5 separate regions of the Mus musculus genome follow, and all the other regions are linked to region 3. The links are chromatin contacts, called in public Hi-C, HiChIP or PLAC-seq and promoter capture Hi-C maps. All regions are on one chromosome and are shown on one strand. The core of a region is the stretch at or near the end of the contact, and the rest is flanking DNA. Distances in the headings are between cores, read along the strand shown.

Evidence for each region. Promoter capture Hi-C pulls out the DNA fragments that hold promoters and counts their contacts. A called contact is a pair of places that touch in the nucleus more often than the background predicts. HiChIP or PLAC-seq counts read pairs in DNA pulled down with a chosen protein or histone mark.
Region 1: a Hi-C map of uterus shows a contact between it and region 3, with 5 times the contacts expected there. The contact joins the enhancer-like site here to the promoter of Appl1 in region 3. A contact is called at or near these places in 13 of 484 Hi-C or Micro-C datasets (the 3T3-L1 cell line, the HL-1 cell line, Sertoli cells and 8 more) and 1 of 115 datasets of contacts at active chromatin or transcription factors (embryonic stem cells).
Region 2: a contact with region 3 is called in a promoter capture Hi-C map of the HPC-7 cell line, with 4 times the contacts expected there. The contact joins the enhancer-like site here to the promoter of Appl1 in region 3. A contact is called at or near these places in 8 of 39 promoter capture datasets (the HPC-7 cell line, HPC-7-derived erythroid cells, cranial neural crest and 4 more), 2 of 484 Hi-C or Micro-C datasets (cerebral cortex and embryonic stem cells), 2 of 115 datasets of contacts at active chromatin or transcription factors (bone marrow-derived dendritic cells and embryonic stem cells) and 1 of 9 other capture datasets (liver).
Region 4: a contact with region 3 is called in a Hi-C map of the G1E-ER4 cell line, with 2.3 times the contacts expected there. The contact joins the enhancer-like site here to the promoter of Appl1 in region 3. A contact is called at or near these places in 2 of 39 promoter capture datasets (both in the HPC-7 cell line), 1 of 15 datasets of contacts at CTCF or cohesin (pro-B cells), 2 of 484 Hi-C or Micro-C datasets (the G1E-ER4 cell line and nephron progenitors) and 4 of 115 datasets of contacts at active chromatin or transcription factors (bone marrow-derived macrophages, effector CD8 T cells, large pre-B cells and 1 more).
Region 5: an H3K4me3 HiChIP or PLAC-seq map of bone marrow-derived macrophages shows a contact between it and region 3, with 6 times the contacts expected there. The contact joins the enhancer-like site here to the promoter of Appl1 in region 3. A contact is called at or near these places in 1 of 39 promoter capture datasets (the HPC-7 cell line), 1 of 484 Hi-C or Micro-C datasets (pre-megakaryocyte-erythroid progenitors), 3 of 115 datasets of contacts at active chromatin or transcription factors (bone marrow-derived dendritic cells, bone marrow-derived macrophages and large pre-B cells) and 1 of 9 other capture datasets (pancreatic islet).

The regions. Positions count from the first base shown.
Region 1 is chr14:27,172,007-27,174,706 of GRCm38.p6, reverse strand. It overlaps a transcript of Arhgef3 not described here. Among named protein-coding and RNA genes, the nearest start is that of Gm34848, 92 kb to the left of the region's middle. Within about 2 kb of position 1,371, at least 77 of the 459 cell types and tissues checked have an H3K27ac peak or open chromatin away from gene starts, as enhancers often do. A contact at or near this core is called in the HL-1 cell line, muscle stem cells and uterus, where this site is marked.
Region 2 is chr14:26,782,573-26,785,272 of GRCm38.p6, reverse strand. Dnah12 (dynein, axonemal, heavy chain 12) reads right to left here. Exons shown (of 75, transcript NM_001370884.1): 34 at 1-13. Among named protein-coding and RNA genes, the nearest start is that of Dnah12, 92 kb to the right of the region's middle. Within about 2 kb of position 1,347, at least 6 of the 459 cell types and tissues checked have an H3K27ac peak or open chromatin away from gene starts, as enhancers often do. A contact at or near this core is called in the HPC-7 cell line, where this site is marked.
Region 3 is chr14:26,969,153-26,971,852 of GRCm38.p6, reverse strand. Appl1 (adaptor protein, phosphotyrosine interaction, PH domain and leucine zipper containing 1) reads left to right here and starts at 1,302. Exons shown (of 22, transcript NM_145221.2): 1 at 1,302-1,452. The coding sequence starts at 1,399.
Region 4 is chr14:26,824,786-26,827,485 of GRCm38.p6, reverse strand. It overlaps Dnah12 (dynein, axonemal, heavy chain 12), which reads right to left. Exons shown (of 75, transcript NM_001370884.1): 47 at 459-592. Among named protein-coding and RNA genes, the nearest start is that of Asb14, 68 kb to the left of the region's middle. Within about 2 kb of position 1,330, at least 24 of the 459 cell types and tissues checked have an H3K27ac peak or open chromatin away from gene starts, as enhancers often do. A contact at or near this core is called in the G1E-ER4 cell line, the HPC-7 cell line, memory CD8 T cells and 1 more, where this site is marked.
Region 5 is chr14:26,757,365-26,760,064 of GRCm38.p6, reverse strand. All of the region lies in intron 21 of Dnah12 (dynein, axonemal, heavy chain 12), which reads right to left. Among named protein-coding and RNA genes, the nearest start is that of Dnah12, 67 kb to the right of the region's middle. Within about 2 kb of position 1,309, at least 13 of the 459 cell types and tissues checked have an H3K27ac peak or open chromatin away from gene starts, as enhancers often do. A contact at or near this core is called in the HPC-7 cell line and bone marrow-derived macrophages, where this site is marked.

The sequences.
Region 1 (2,700 bases), core at 122-2,621, 200 kb before region 3:
GTGGTAAAGTGCTTGCCTAGCAAGCCCAAGGCCCTGGGTTCGGTCCTCAGCTCCGGAAAAAAGAAAAAAAAAAAAAAAAAAAAAAAGAGCAAAATCGGCTGCTGGAGAGATGACTCAGCAGTTAAGACCTGTGCTAGTTGGTGTCTGTGGACTTGACATAAACCTAGCCTATCTGGGAAGATAATTGAGAAAATGCCTTCATAAGTTCACATATTGGTAAGTCTGTGGGGCATTTTCTTAACTGATGATTGATGTGGGAAGCCCAGCTCATTGTGGGTAGTGCCCCACCCCCACCCCAGCAGCCCTGGGGTTTGTAAAAAATCAGGTTGAGCAAGCCATGGCCTCCGCTTCAGTTCCTGCTCTGGCTTCCGTGAGTGATGGACTTTAGGCTGTAAGATGAAACAAACCCATCTGTCCCAGTTGCTTTGGTCCTATTGCTTTATCCCAGCAATAGGAACCCTGGCTAAAACAAAAGCAATGGCTGCTGCTCCTGATGAAGACTGCAATTCAATTCCCAGCAACCCAGATCCAGCAATCAAGATTCTGGCCTCCACAGGCACCTGCATGGATGTGACGCTCTCACAGACAAGCAGGTGTGTGTGTGGACACACACACACACACACACACACACACATACATACATAAAATTCTTTTTTTTTAAAAGGGGTATGAAACCCAATAAGCTATAGTGACTGGCACAATTTTCTGCATGATGTTTATTAGCCATGAAAGTTAACATAGCCAGGTGTGGCGGCACACACCTGCAGTTTTAGCACCTGAGAGGCAAAGCCAGAAAAACTGCCGTGCATCTGAGGCCAACAAGGACTACTTAGGGAGTCTCAAAAAAATCACACACACACACACACACACACACACACACACACCACCACCACCACCACCACCACAACACTAAGTGAATATAAATAATATGCTGACTTGTGTGGCCTTCTAGATTATTTTAGACATTTAAGGGTTGGAGATGGGTGGTCAACAACCAGGGGAATCACACTTTCTTAATAGCCTGAAAAACCAGTTGTTCCTGCCACCATCCACAACACCATACGCACTGCACTGCTGTCAGAAACACTCCCAACAGCCTGGAGGAAAGTCAGCCGCAGCCGCACCTGTCTCTTGCTTAGTCTGAGCTAGTGTGGAAAGTGAAGACTCCTCCATCGGCCAGATAAAAGCAGGTAGCCAGCATGGTGATCGGCCGAGCCTCCTCTGTTTAAAAGTGCCTGGTTGTCCAACAGGGGACACTTGTCTGTAACACACAATGTTATTTTCAAATGCGGCAGCCTGCCCCACCCCTCTTGGCTTAGCTTCTTCTTAGCTGGCCAGGGATGAGTGAGTTCTGGGAACTTCACTATTTATGAGTCACCCTTGTGGGCCCGACAACTGCTCACGGACGACAGTAGGTTTCCTTCAGAAAATTGGCATTGATATATCTGGGGTCCATGATACAGCTTGGAAAAATCAAGCTCTCATTTTTACAAGCAGGCTGGGCAAAGAAGAAAGACCTGGAGGATGAAACGCCACCCCTTCCACCTTGCTAACAAGAAGCACTCATTTCTGAGCCTTTGAGTCATGCAGATGGGCTGGACCACTGGGCTGGACCACCATTAAGCAGAGACAAAGTCATCATCGATCACCCCAGCAACTATCCTGCAATCCTACAACATGAGCCTGGCTGCCTGAACTTTCTTGGCCCAAGGTCAAAGCTAAACTGTCTTTGCCTCAAAGGTATTTTCCTAGCTCTGCTAAGAGCTCCAGAATATTTGAAGCCATAAAGGCTTGCTATGTGGAAAACCACACCAACTGTTCTTTGCTAAGACAGAACAAACTTGCTCAAAACTGCATTTCTGTTTCTCAGTTTGGTGGATGCTGTGCTGGCTGGTTTTGTTTGTCAGCTTAACGAGAAGCTAGCATCATTGGATGGGAGGAGCCTTAGTTGAGAAAATGCCTCTATGAGGTTCAGCTGTAAAGGCATTTTCTCAATTAGTAATCAATGTGGAAAAAAAATTAAAAAAAAAAAAAAAGCCGGGCGTGGTGGTGCATGCCTTTGATCCCAACACTCGGGAGGTAGAGGCAGGCAGATTTCTGAGTTCGAGGCCAGCCTGGTCTACAAAGTGAGTTCCCGGACAGCCAGGGCTATACAGAGAAACCATGTCTTGAAAAAAAAAAAAAAAATCAATGTGGGGAGGGCCCAGATCATGGTGGGTGGTGCTATCCCTGAGCTGGTGGTCCTGGGTTCTATAAGAAAGTAAGATGAGCAAGCCATGGGGAGCAACCAGTTAGCACTCCTCCATGACCTCTGCTTCTGCATCCAGGTTCCTCTCTGCTTGAGTTCCTGTCCTGACTTCCTTTGGTGATGAACAGTGAGGTGAAAGTGTAAGTAGAATAAACTTTTTCCTCCCCAACTTGCTTTTTGGTCATGATGTTTCATCACAGCAATAGAAACCCTAACTATGACAGATGCCCGACTGTCCTCTCTGAATCAGGCAAGGATGGAGGCCATGCTTAAAGTCTCTGGGGATCCTTCCATCTACAGATGCATCAAGCTCCACATTGGGCTGGGTGACCACAACATTTGCATTGAAATGCCTCTCGAAGCTCTATCTAAAGCCCAATAGAAGCATCCTGGGTAGAGACAGAAGAGAAAGACCTGCACTGGGGACCCAGTCATCCACCATGAAATCCAGC
Region 2 (2,700 bases), core at 98-2,597, 190 kb after region 3:
TCATAAGGCAAAGCTAAAGGCAAATATTTTTCAAATATTTTAAAATTCAGATAGAATTGTTCTGTTTATAGATAAAAGATGTGCTGGGATATAAAAGCATGAATATGGATGGAAGCCAGAAAAAAAAATCCTAGTCTAGCCCTGTGTTTATGATGCCTCCTTAGTTTCGTTAATCTAAAATATTTCCTCTTCTATCAAATATGTTCAAAACTTGGATTTATCAATCACATGCTTTCTCTCAAATTCTCATCTTTTCTATTATTAAAACTACCTTATCTCAAGCTTCTTGGCTTAGAGATAATTAAATTTAATAATATCAGTGACTATTATTATTAACTATTCACACATCAAATTAATTTTGTTACATAGTCTCAACCACCTCCACTTCTCTCTCTTTTGTTTCCTCTCTGCTTCTACAATCTTCATTCTAGACTTGGGACTCTCTCTAGTCATATGCCAACAAAGAAGTGTCTAACATTTCTGGATTCATCTTGTTAGGTATAAAATAGAGTGGCAAAGAGTTGTATTATACTAGCCATGCAGGGCTATTCGTATTTAATTTACCAATGTAAAAATTAAATGTAGTTCAGTTCTTCGGCACCTTTCTTTTCTTTCTGCACAAGATGAAGTGCGTGGACCCTATGCATGCTGGCAAGCACTCTATTTCTAAGCTATCTCCCCACCCCAAGTTCAGTTCTTCAGCTACACTAACCAATTCTGCAAACGAAGTGTTGGTAAGCCACATGTGACTGGCTGACATCTACCTTAACAGTGCAGACATTTCCAGAATTGTAGAAAGTTCTACTTGAGAGAAATAATCTAGAATATGTCTAAGTGTGTACCCGATGACACCAGTGAGCACTGTTCTGCTATCAGGTTAGGACAGGACAGCAGCATCACCCTCACTCTCCTGTGCTGCCACCGTCAAACACAAGCCAACCATCCGGAAATCCTTGCTTTTGCTGTCACCTGCCAGGCCCAGAGGATCTTTTTCTCACCCAATACTCCATTCCTGGCCCAGTTTCATCAATACATCTTATGTTTCTGACCAACCTGTCTTCACTTATTTTTGACTTGCTTTTCTCCATTCATTCATTCCATATATCTGGAAATTTATCTCTTGGGGAAAAAACCATGTCATTCTGAATGATTCAATTCAAGCATCTTAGCTCTGCCCACATCAGTTCTCCTGCTCATTAACATCGAGTACACCTCTTTTCCTTTACTTCAGAACAGTTTCCCCTCCCTAATGGATCCTGACTATGGTTCTCACTCCCTCTGTGCAGACCAACTTCTCCCTAACGTGCTCTCTCCTCATCTTGGTAAGGCATGTCTTATCACAGCTGGTTTTACTTCCTTTCTTAGGTAAGTTCTGCTTTGTATACGGTGCTTCTACTATTTGCACACCATTATCTTTAGAGAATATTTCACAAAGGCAGCCTTTTAAATTAACCCAGTCCTCAGTACTACCCACATACACTTCTATGTTTCTGGAAGCCCGTGGCTCTCAACCTTCCTATGCTGTGCTCCTTTAACATAGTTCCTCATGTTGAGGTGACCCCAACCATAAAATTATTTTGTTGTTTACTTCATGACTATCATTTTGCTATGTAATGTAAATTTCTGATATGCAGGATCTCTCATAAGTGACCCCAGAGGTCATGGGTTGAGAACACTGCTAAGCAGATCTGCTTCCCAGCTTCCACTGTGGCTAATTAAAATGCTTTCATTTCTTCTGAAAAGAACTGAGGCTCACCCCTTCATAAACACAAGTCAGCAGGACTGTATTTTGTCACCACCAACTCTGTGTATCAGGTGACACTCCTGTCATTGATGTGAGAGCAGCCTTCTGTGTGAGTTTAAATCCTTACATTTCATTCTGCTCATTAACTCCTCCTTTCTGAATCATCAACACCTGTCTGTTTACTTTTCTTTCTCAGTGCGATCAATACTACTGAGTGAAAAATGTGACCAACAGTGATAAGGTGCTTAAACATACATTTGAGTACTAATTAAATGAATTCACTGTTTAATAGGGTAGTCATTTCATATATTTATTTTTAAAAACGTGGGTGGGGGGAAAGAGCCCAATGGTAGAGTTCTGGCTTAACATCTGCCCAAGGATTCAGTCCCTAAGGCTACAAAACAAGTATGGAAACACTGAGCCATATTCACACAGTAGAATACTAATGCAGACATGAAAGAGAATAAGGAATAAAATAGAAAACAACAACACTAACACCTTACATACATAGACCCAAACTGGAGAGCACTAAAGAATGTGAGTCTACTAACATGAAGTTCAAAACGTGCTAAAACCAGTTATTACTTATTAAGTGATGATCTCTAGAAAATATTATGACTTGGAAGGTGCATGAATGAACCTCTGGGTGCAGAAAATTTGATGCATCTTTATTTTGGTAACAGCTATGAAAATGTTCAAATACAGTAAAATCATAGCATCCACTTTTTAGAATTTTATTACCATTTATTCTCAATTAAAAGAAACATTATAAGACTACCATTGTCTAGTTCTTTTGTATATCTCTCATGTCCCATGGTAACATTTTACAGATAAAAAATAAAGTAACTTTTTTAAAAAAAGAAATGAGACTTTTATTTTCTTCTAACTTCTATAAACTTCTATATGGAAATATAAGATTGAACTAACTTAACTTATTCTTTTTTATGTGTATGAGT
Region 3 (2,700 bases), core at 53-2,552:
CAACCACATGGTGGCTCAAAACCATCCGAATCAAGATCTGACTCCCTCTTCTGGAGTGTCTGAAGGCTGCTACAGTGTACTTACATATAATAAGTAAATAAATCTTAAAAAAAAAAAAAAAACTTCTGAAACAAAGTTTTTATCTTTCAAGAGACCATGGGGAAAATCTGGTAAACTCACAGCTTCCTCTTCATTACCATATTTGGATTTGCTCCAGTGTCTGGATTTGGGTCGAAGCAGCTGGAGAAGCAGGAAGCTAATACTCTTCTCCCAGCTTATCGTACTCTTTGAATGACAGTGGAATGGACTAGTGGACTAATGGGTAGATTTTTTTGGGAGATATTAATGATTTTGCCAATTTTTTTGCATATCGGTAAACTCACTGTACAACACTTCAGAGAAATAACGTGTGAAGCTGGAGAAAAGGGTGCATCAAGGCTGAATCCATAAAACACAACACAACAAAACAGTGTTAGCCTAGTCCTTACATGTCAAATCTCCAACTGTGTGAGCTTCACTCTACAGTCAAGGAGACCAGAGAAGTTCTTTGAGTCCTGCCAAACCTGACAATCGGTTTGCGAGAGAAGCCCTTTAATGACGGAAGGAAGTCCTCCGATAAATGTATCTTTAAATTTTTTTATTAAAAAAAAGTTTTCCTTTGTGATATACAAGAAATATAGTGGTCGTATTTTCAGCAATGACAAACTTGAAGACGAGGTAAGAACTAATGATTTGTCAACAAAATCAAGGGTTTTAAACTGATGCCGATAGGCAGGTGTCCAGGAGAAAAAAAAAAGTTTAGGGTCTACTACTCCAAATTAACTGTAAACCCCGTTAATGACACAATTTCGGATTCCACAGATTTGTGAGTTAACGCTCTTTGCAGGAGATAAGATTGAAAACTTGGAGCAGGGTTGGGAAGGTTATGACGCTAGGTGTAGGGATTTTTTTTCTTTGGTTGCTGACGAAATATGGTGCAGAAGTAAAACTGCCTCAGGTCCCCTCCGGCGGTCTTCACTCCGGGCTCAGGTTAGCTGTGCGCTAGCGTGACTCAGACAGCCCCCTACGTATTCAACTACGCGCGCCCGACGACGGAGGTCGACATCCCCACACTGCTCGGCCCGCACGGCCACTGCTCTGGTAGAGAACCCGCGGTCGGGGAGGAATTCCCGGTCAGCCCCGTAGCGGTGACAGACGTCGCGGCGAGCCAATGGGTGAGCTGGAGGCGGGGCTAGTGGGCCTAGGGGGGGCGGGATTTCCCGCGCGGCGGCCGCTGAGCTCTGGGCTGGGGCGGCGGCGCCTGCGAGAGGGCGGGCCGGGTCAGCTGCAGCAGGCGGGGCCACGCGCGGAGCTGTGGGCGGCTGCCGAGTGTCCTGCCGCCGCCCAGCCTTCGCCACGATGCCGGGGATCGACAAGCTGCCCATTGAAGAGACCCTGGAGGACAGTCCGCAGGTGAGGCGCGAGCGGCGGCTGAGGAGAGCGCGCGGCCTAGCGCGGGCCTGGAGCCTCAGGTGCCCGTGGCCCAGGTGGGCGCCGCCGCCCGGGGTCGCTGTCTGCCGGGGCCGCGCCCTACACTCCCGGGCCGGGCTGGAGGCCCGCGCGTACTCGCGCGGCTGGGCCACGGGCGGCCCGGAGACCGAGCGGCCGTCACTGTCTCCCGTGGGGCCTGGCGTTTGAGTCCGCGCCGAGTCGCCTTTGCATTTCACGGGAGGTGCTGTTTTTATCGCGATGATAGGATGTGAGATAAGTCCTGTTCGTGGCGTTTTCGGAGGAGGCCCGGCATTCGGGGGGACGGCAGTGGCTAGTTTTCTTAGGAAGGGTCTGCGAGGCGGAGTGTGCAACGCCGGTGGAAGCAGGAGTGCGTGCCTTGCTCCCCGTGCTGTGTCGGTGCCCGAGTCTCAGGCTGGTGGCTGTCACTTGAGCTGTGCACTGCGGGTGACGGAAGGCGCCTACGCTGCTTCGAGGAGGCTGAGCTTTGGGTAGCAGATTGGCCCGAATAAACTCATCAAAATGAAAGCCCTGTTTTTGTGCGTTAGGGATGATGCTGGTGTGGTTGCTCTGGCTGAAGACAGTTTGGGAAAAATAAAACGATTCGTTGGATTTCTTTTTCAGTACTTAATGACATCAATTGTGTTTTAAAAGGTGTTGGAGCCTCTAACTTGTGTAAACTTCATCTTTACGCCAGCCTTTATGTATAGTAAGGGATATAAAACAGTGTTGCAGGTAGATTTTTAAAAATATTGCTTGCTGAGAAGTACATACTTCATAGGCATTTGTAGTTTAATAAGTGGCCCTCCAACCAAAAAGAGGAAAAGAGAAGAGCTAGCGCTTGTTTTCCTGGATGGCACTTTTGTCATGGATTTTGTGCCAATTTTTATTTCAAAGTTAGAATTGTGCTCTGATTGTAGAATTGATTTATTCTTTTCTCTGAAGGCAATCTTTATAGGCCAGTTGCTAGGAGGTAATGTACTCTTATCAGATAATGTGAGAAAGAGAAAGCCACATATTTGTTTATCTCGTAGTTTAAATTGTGCGTAATGATTTTTTCAGTGTAAAGCCTTAAGATATATTTATTTCAGATGATTTGCTACAATTTTGTGGTTGTGTTAGTCAGAAGAATTTTATCATTTTTCTTTTTTTTAAGTTAAGACTCAGTATACTGTCTGAACTTCTTTTACCCAGCTGACTTTTTATAGCCCA
Region 4 (2,700 bases), core at 81-2,580, 140 kb after region 3:
AAAAGACCAGTATATTGTATACATGGAAGGACATACAGGGATATACAAGGATGCAGACTACAGCACACTTCCTGGCACCACTGTCCAAGCCAAGTATGCAGGACAACTGACTCTCTATGCACAATACAACAGCACTTAAGGTCATGCTTCTAGATTCAAGGGTTGATGATCAATAGTTAGAACACACATAATGACGCATATCAGAAAACAATTGTGTGTTTTTAACAGATTCTAACTTCTTCTGCTCATTTTCCAGATCTTTGTGAGGCATTCTTGGATCTTCAAAATAAATTCTCCCTTTCTATTGCTTGTTAGCTGAGGGTTTTAATTAATTAAATAACCAGAAAAATTAGAAGACAAAGAAATAACACCAAAATGTTAGACTTTTGTGGAAAATACAGGGCACTTAAAATACAAGGCATTTAAATTGCACAATTTAAAGTACCATCATTACTAACCTTTCTGAAAGGTGCATAATGGAAGTATGAAAGTGTTTACAGATCGGGACTATCTCTTGTCGCTCAACCTTAGTGAGCTCCAGAGTTTCTAGGAAATTCACAGCTACACGTTCAAGAGCATCTTCAGGCCACGGCTGGAAAGAGAAAGAAAAATGTATTAAAGATGAGCAGCCTCAGTGCAGGCATATACGTCGAGATGTCACCTAGGGGAAGAGTTTAGGGTTATGAAGAGGTTAGGGCTTAATGAGAATCAAATAGACTGAGGGCCCAATGCTTTTTAGATTTTTTTATACATTAAAATGAAAACAAGGACACACGATAAGGACTAAAGACTTGTTGCATATTAAGAACATAATTATCCCCTTCTCCATCTCTCTACATGGTTGTCCATTAGGCATCTTGATTTTAGCATGTTCACTATAGACAATGCTGTCTGCTCAATATCTACTAGCCCCTTCTCCCATATGAGAAAGAGGAGAAAACCCTTTTTTAATTTGGATTTCTGTCACTGGAAGTCCTTCATAATCCCTATCATAACTCCAAAACTGAAGTTTTTTGGTTTTTTTTTGTTTTTTTTTACCCAAAAGTTCTTTTTGCCAATCTTTTCTGCCTCAGTGAAGTGCTTTCTTCTGCTCTGTCCTGAACTATGTCAACTGCAGTCTTGCTCTTGGACCTTTCTCTTGCTGTGTCCTCTGACCAGAACCTTCTTTTCTCAGACTGTGATGTGGCTCACTTTCTTACTTCCTTTATGTTTATGCCCCAGATGATGATAAAGTTCTTCCCAGAATGATCTGTCTAGAACAGCCTTCTTCCTGTTATTTACATGACCTCTTGTGGTGAGTGTTATCTTCAGAACTTACTAACCGATACCTCACACACCATTTACTTGTTTGTCTGTTACTGGCTTCCGTTCAACCCTTGACAGAAATAAAACCCATGGAAGCAAGGAGTGCCTACAATGATACTTGACAACTAACATTTTAAATGTTTAATTAAACAGTTTATGCTTTTTTACTTTTTTGTTAGAATATTTTCCAGATTTCCTTTCACTCAGTTTCAACAAGATGCTTGTAATTCTTTCCTTTTAGGGCAGTGTGCATTTTAAGGTCCTCCTTTTTGGGGATGGGGAGTTGAGGACAGGATTTCTCTGTGTAGCTCCAGCTATCGTCCTCTATCTCTGCTTCCCAAAGGCACAGCCCACTACCCTCACGTCAGCAGGCCTCTTTTAATTAGAAGTCCTGAACCAAAGGACAGTATTGCTCTTCTTCCAAATAAAGGAGCACTTAATCCTCTCTGACCGTCCTCAGGCTGGCACATCGGTTTTACTGTCGGCTTCAGAGTTCAGAAGACCTCAAAACATGAGCTCTTCAAGGTCTTGAGCCTTGTGGCCTCCATACTAGAACTGTGGCACTCACTCTTCAAGGCCCCCACTTTGTGAGGTGAAGATCTTCTAAGGCTCCATAATCATGGGGACCAAACCCATTCATAATCCTCCCTCTACACACACACACAGACAAACACACACACACACACACACACACACACACACACACACACCTTTCTGTATTAAATTTTGGGGCCTATAGGCATGGACTCCGTGTTTAAGAGCATTAGCTATCCTAGAGGACCCAGGTTTGATTCCCAGAATCTATGTAACCATTTACAACTGTCTTTAATTTCAGTTCCAGATATCTGATGCCCTCTCTCCACCTTCTTGGGCATAAGTGGTACACTGACATACATTCAGGCAAAATACCCATACACATAAAATTAAATTAAACTAAAAATGATTAATTAAAACATGTGTAGCTTAGAGGAAAATGCTACTGGCCCAATGGTGGTTTCAGCCACTTTTTGATTAAACTGGAGGCCTGCTCTATAGGAGGACACACACACACACACACACACACACACACACACACTCCTCAAAGGGAAGAGTTAATTAGTTATTATAATACATAGTTGACACACAATTATATAATAGAAGTTTTATTAATCCCATTTATACAATATATGCGGGTAATTACATATTTTGTTAATTCATTCTCCCCCCCCAAACACTATCTTATGGTTCCATATCACCTTTTTATGTAACTGATTCATCTTAATACTTTAGAAATTCTCTTTCTTCCTCAGTCTACACTTTGCACATCAATGTTATGTGCCTTCCTTTTCCTGCCTATTGTCTTTCATGTCTTCTAGTCTAGACTATGAACTCTTTCTAGGAAACACATCATCTTCT
Region 5 (2,700 bases), core at 60-2,559, 210 kb after region 3:
TACTTATTTTGCCTTCTCTTTAGGTTTAACTACCTTTATAGTTACTTCCACCTCTTTAAAAGGCAGAGAATATTGTGTTTTGACTAAATTGCTTCCTCCCTTGACAGTATACCCGCCTGATGATTTTCTAAGATTCTGGGAGAGAGGGTCCACACTTCCATCGAGGCACAGGAGAGAGCCTATCACAGCTATCACCCTCTCGGTTCTCCTTGGATTAGGAGCTGCGGGGACAGGAACAGGGATTGCCTCCTTAGTGACCTCCAATCAACAGTATACCCAACTTAGTATGACTATAGATAGAGATCTTCAGGAGATGCAGGCTGGGATAAAGAACCTTAAAGATTCTGTTACCTCACTTTCTGAGGTAGTGTTACAAAATAGAAGAGGGTTAGATTTGCTTTTCCTCCAACAAGGAGGACTGTGTGCTGCTTTAAAAGAGGAATGCTGTTTCTATACAGATAAGACAGGGTTAGTAGAAGATAGTCTGAAAAAGGTAAAAGAGAGTTTAGAAAACAGAAAAAGAGAACGAGAAAAAAGTGAATCCTGGTACCAGAATTGGTTTTCCACTTCTCCATGCTCTTTACCTTGTTGCCCAGTATTTTGGGTCCTGTGGTAGGATTACTTTTGCTCATATCCTTTGGACCCTGGGCATTTAGAAAGTTAACAGAGTTTGTCAAATCACAAGTAGATGCAGCCTTTAAGAAGCCAGTGTTGGTATACTATCATCGCCTTGATGTCTGAGACATTGACCAAGATACTTATGTTGATCCCCGTGATGCCCCTTTGGTGGGCCTAGATTTTACAGTCTTGGACCCAGGTCCTAACCAGGGATGCTTTGGTAAGCTATGGAGACATCAATTACAGGAATAGCATGATGCCACATACCAGAGGCACACCCATGATAGGCTGTAGAGCACCTCAAATGATGGGATTATTGTGAGTCCATAATCCAGGGGCCCACTCTGAGATGAGAGTGCTGGATGTGGGGGGCAACTCACATAGCCTAAGACAGAGACTCTACCCTCAAAAATCAACCACTTTGGGTGCTGGTTGTAGATGCACATCATGTAGCCTAAGGCAGATGCTCCATCTACCATATGGCCAAAGGCTGAAAGCTCCATCTATAATATAAAAGAGGGGGATATTTTGGAGACTGACACTGAGTCATAAGCCAAAGTTCCCCTCCCTTCTTGAGAAACTCCCAACCTTTTGAAAGGACTGCTGACAGAACATCAAGATCAGATAATAGTATCTGCAAACTTCCTGTGAAAAGCCGCTGGATGTCCCCTGAGCTAAGAATAGATAGCATGCTCCCGGGCAGTTAGGCAGAACCACCCCTGCTCCCAAGCTGAGGCACGGGCAAGTTTCTCCCTCTTTACTTCCTCCTTCTTACCGCTTTTATTCTGTAACCTTGCTCGCAATAAACAGACCTTAATAGGATCGTCTGCTTGGTCTCCTTCTTTCCTGCCCGTTTCTCTTTCAGGCAAGGTCCCCATCGGACACCACAAATAACTGGGTCCCGTGGGTCAGGACAATATACTACAGGCCTCACAAAGCCTAAAGAAACATATTAACTGGCTTTTCACAGAAGAAGACTGATGCCCACTAATCTAAAAGAAATCATGGAAGAGCTTCTAAGGAAAAAAGTCATACATCTCTGTAATTAACGCTCAATAACTCTACTACTTATTTAGTTTTTCCCACAGCATTGGAAAAGATATTCCTTAAGTTGAATACATTTTAAAAGTAGTTGCATAGCTATGGTTTATGCTAAAAGAGTGAAAAATACTTGCTTTCAACATTAGAATCCAGTAAAAGGTATTACTAATAGGAAAGAAACACGGGAACTGACACCAATTGAGTTCTCAACTGTTTTACCTGGTAAACATTTGCAAGTACACATAGGACCACTTATGCTGACCACACCCACTCCATCATTTCTACTGATCACATGCTCTCCACCATTGTAATGACCACACTATCTCCATCACTTGTATTGAACACACTCTCCATCACTTGTACTGACCACACTCTACATCCCTTGTACTGACCACACCCTCTCCATCACTTGTACTGACCAAACCCTCTCCATCACTTGTAATGATCACACTCTCTCCATCACTTGTAATGATCATACTCTCTCCATTAATTTTACTGACCACATTCTCTTCATCAAGTGTACTGATAACACTCACTCAATCACCTGTACTGATCACACTCTCTCCATCACTTGTACTGAACCACAATCTCTCCGTCACTTGTACTTCCACACTCTCTCCATAAATTTTACTGACCACACTATCTCCATCACATGTACTGATCACACTTTCTCCATCCCTTTTACTGACCACAATATCTGCATCACTTGTACTTCCACTCTCTCTGCAAAACTTGTACTGACCACACTGTCTCCATCACTTGTACTGACCACAACCTCACCATTACTCATCCTGATCACACTCTCTCCTTCACTTGTACTGACCACACTCGCTCCATCACATGTACTAACAAAATTCTCTTCATCACTTGTATTGATCACACTCACTCCATTACTTGTACTGATCACAGTCTCTTTATCATTGGACTGATCTTACTCTCTCAATCAATTGTAGTGAACACAGTCTCTACATCATTATATTGATAACACCTTCTCCATCACTTGTAATGACCACACTTGCTGCATCTCTTGCACTGACCACA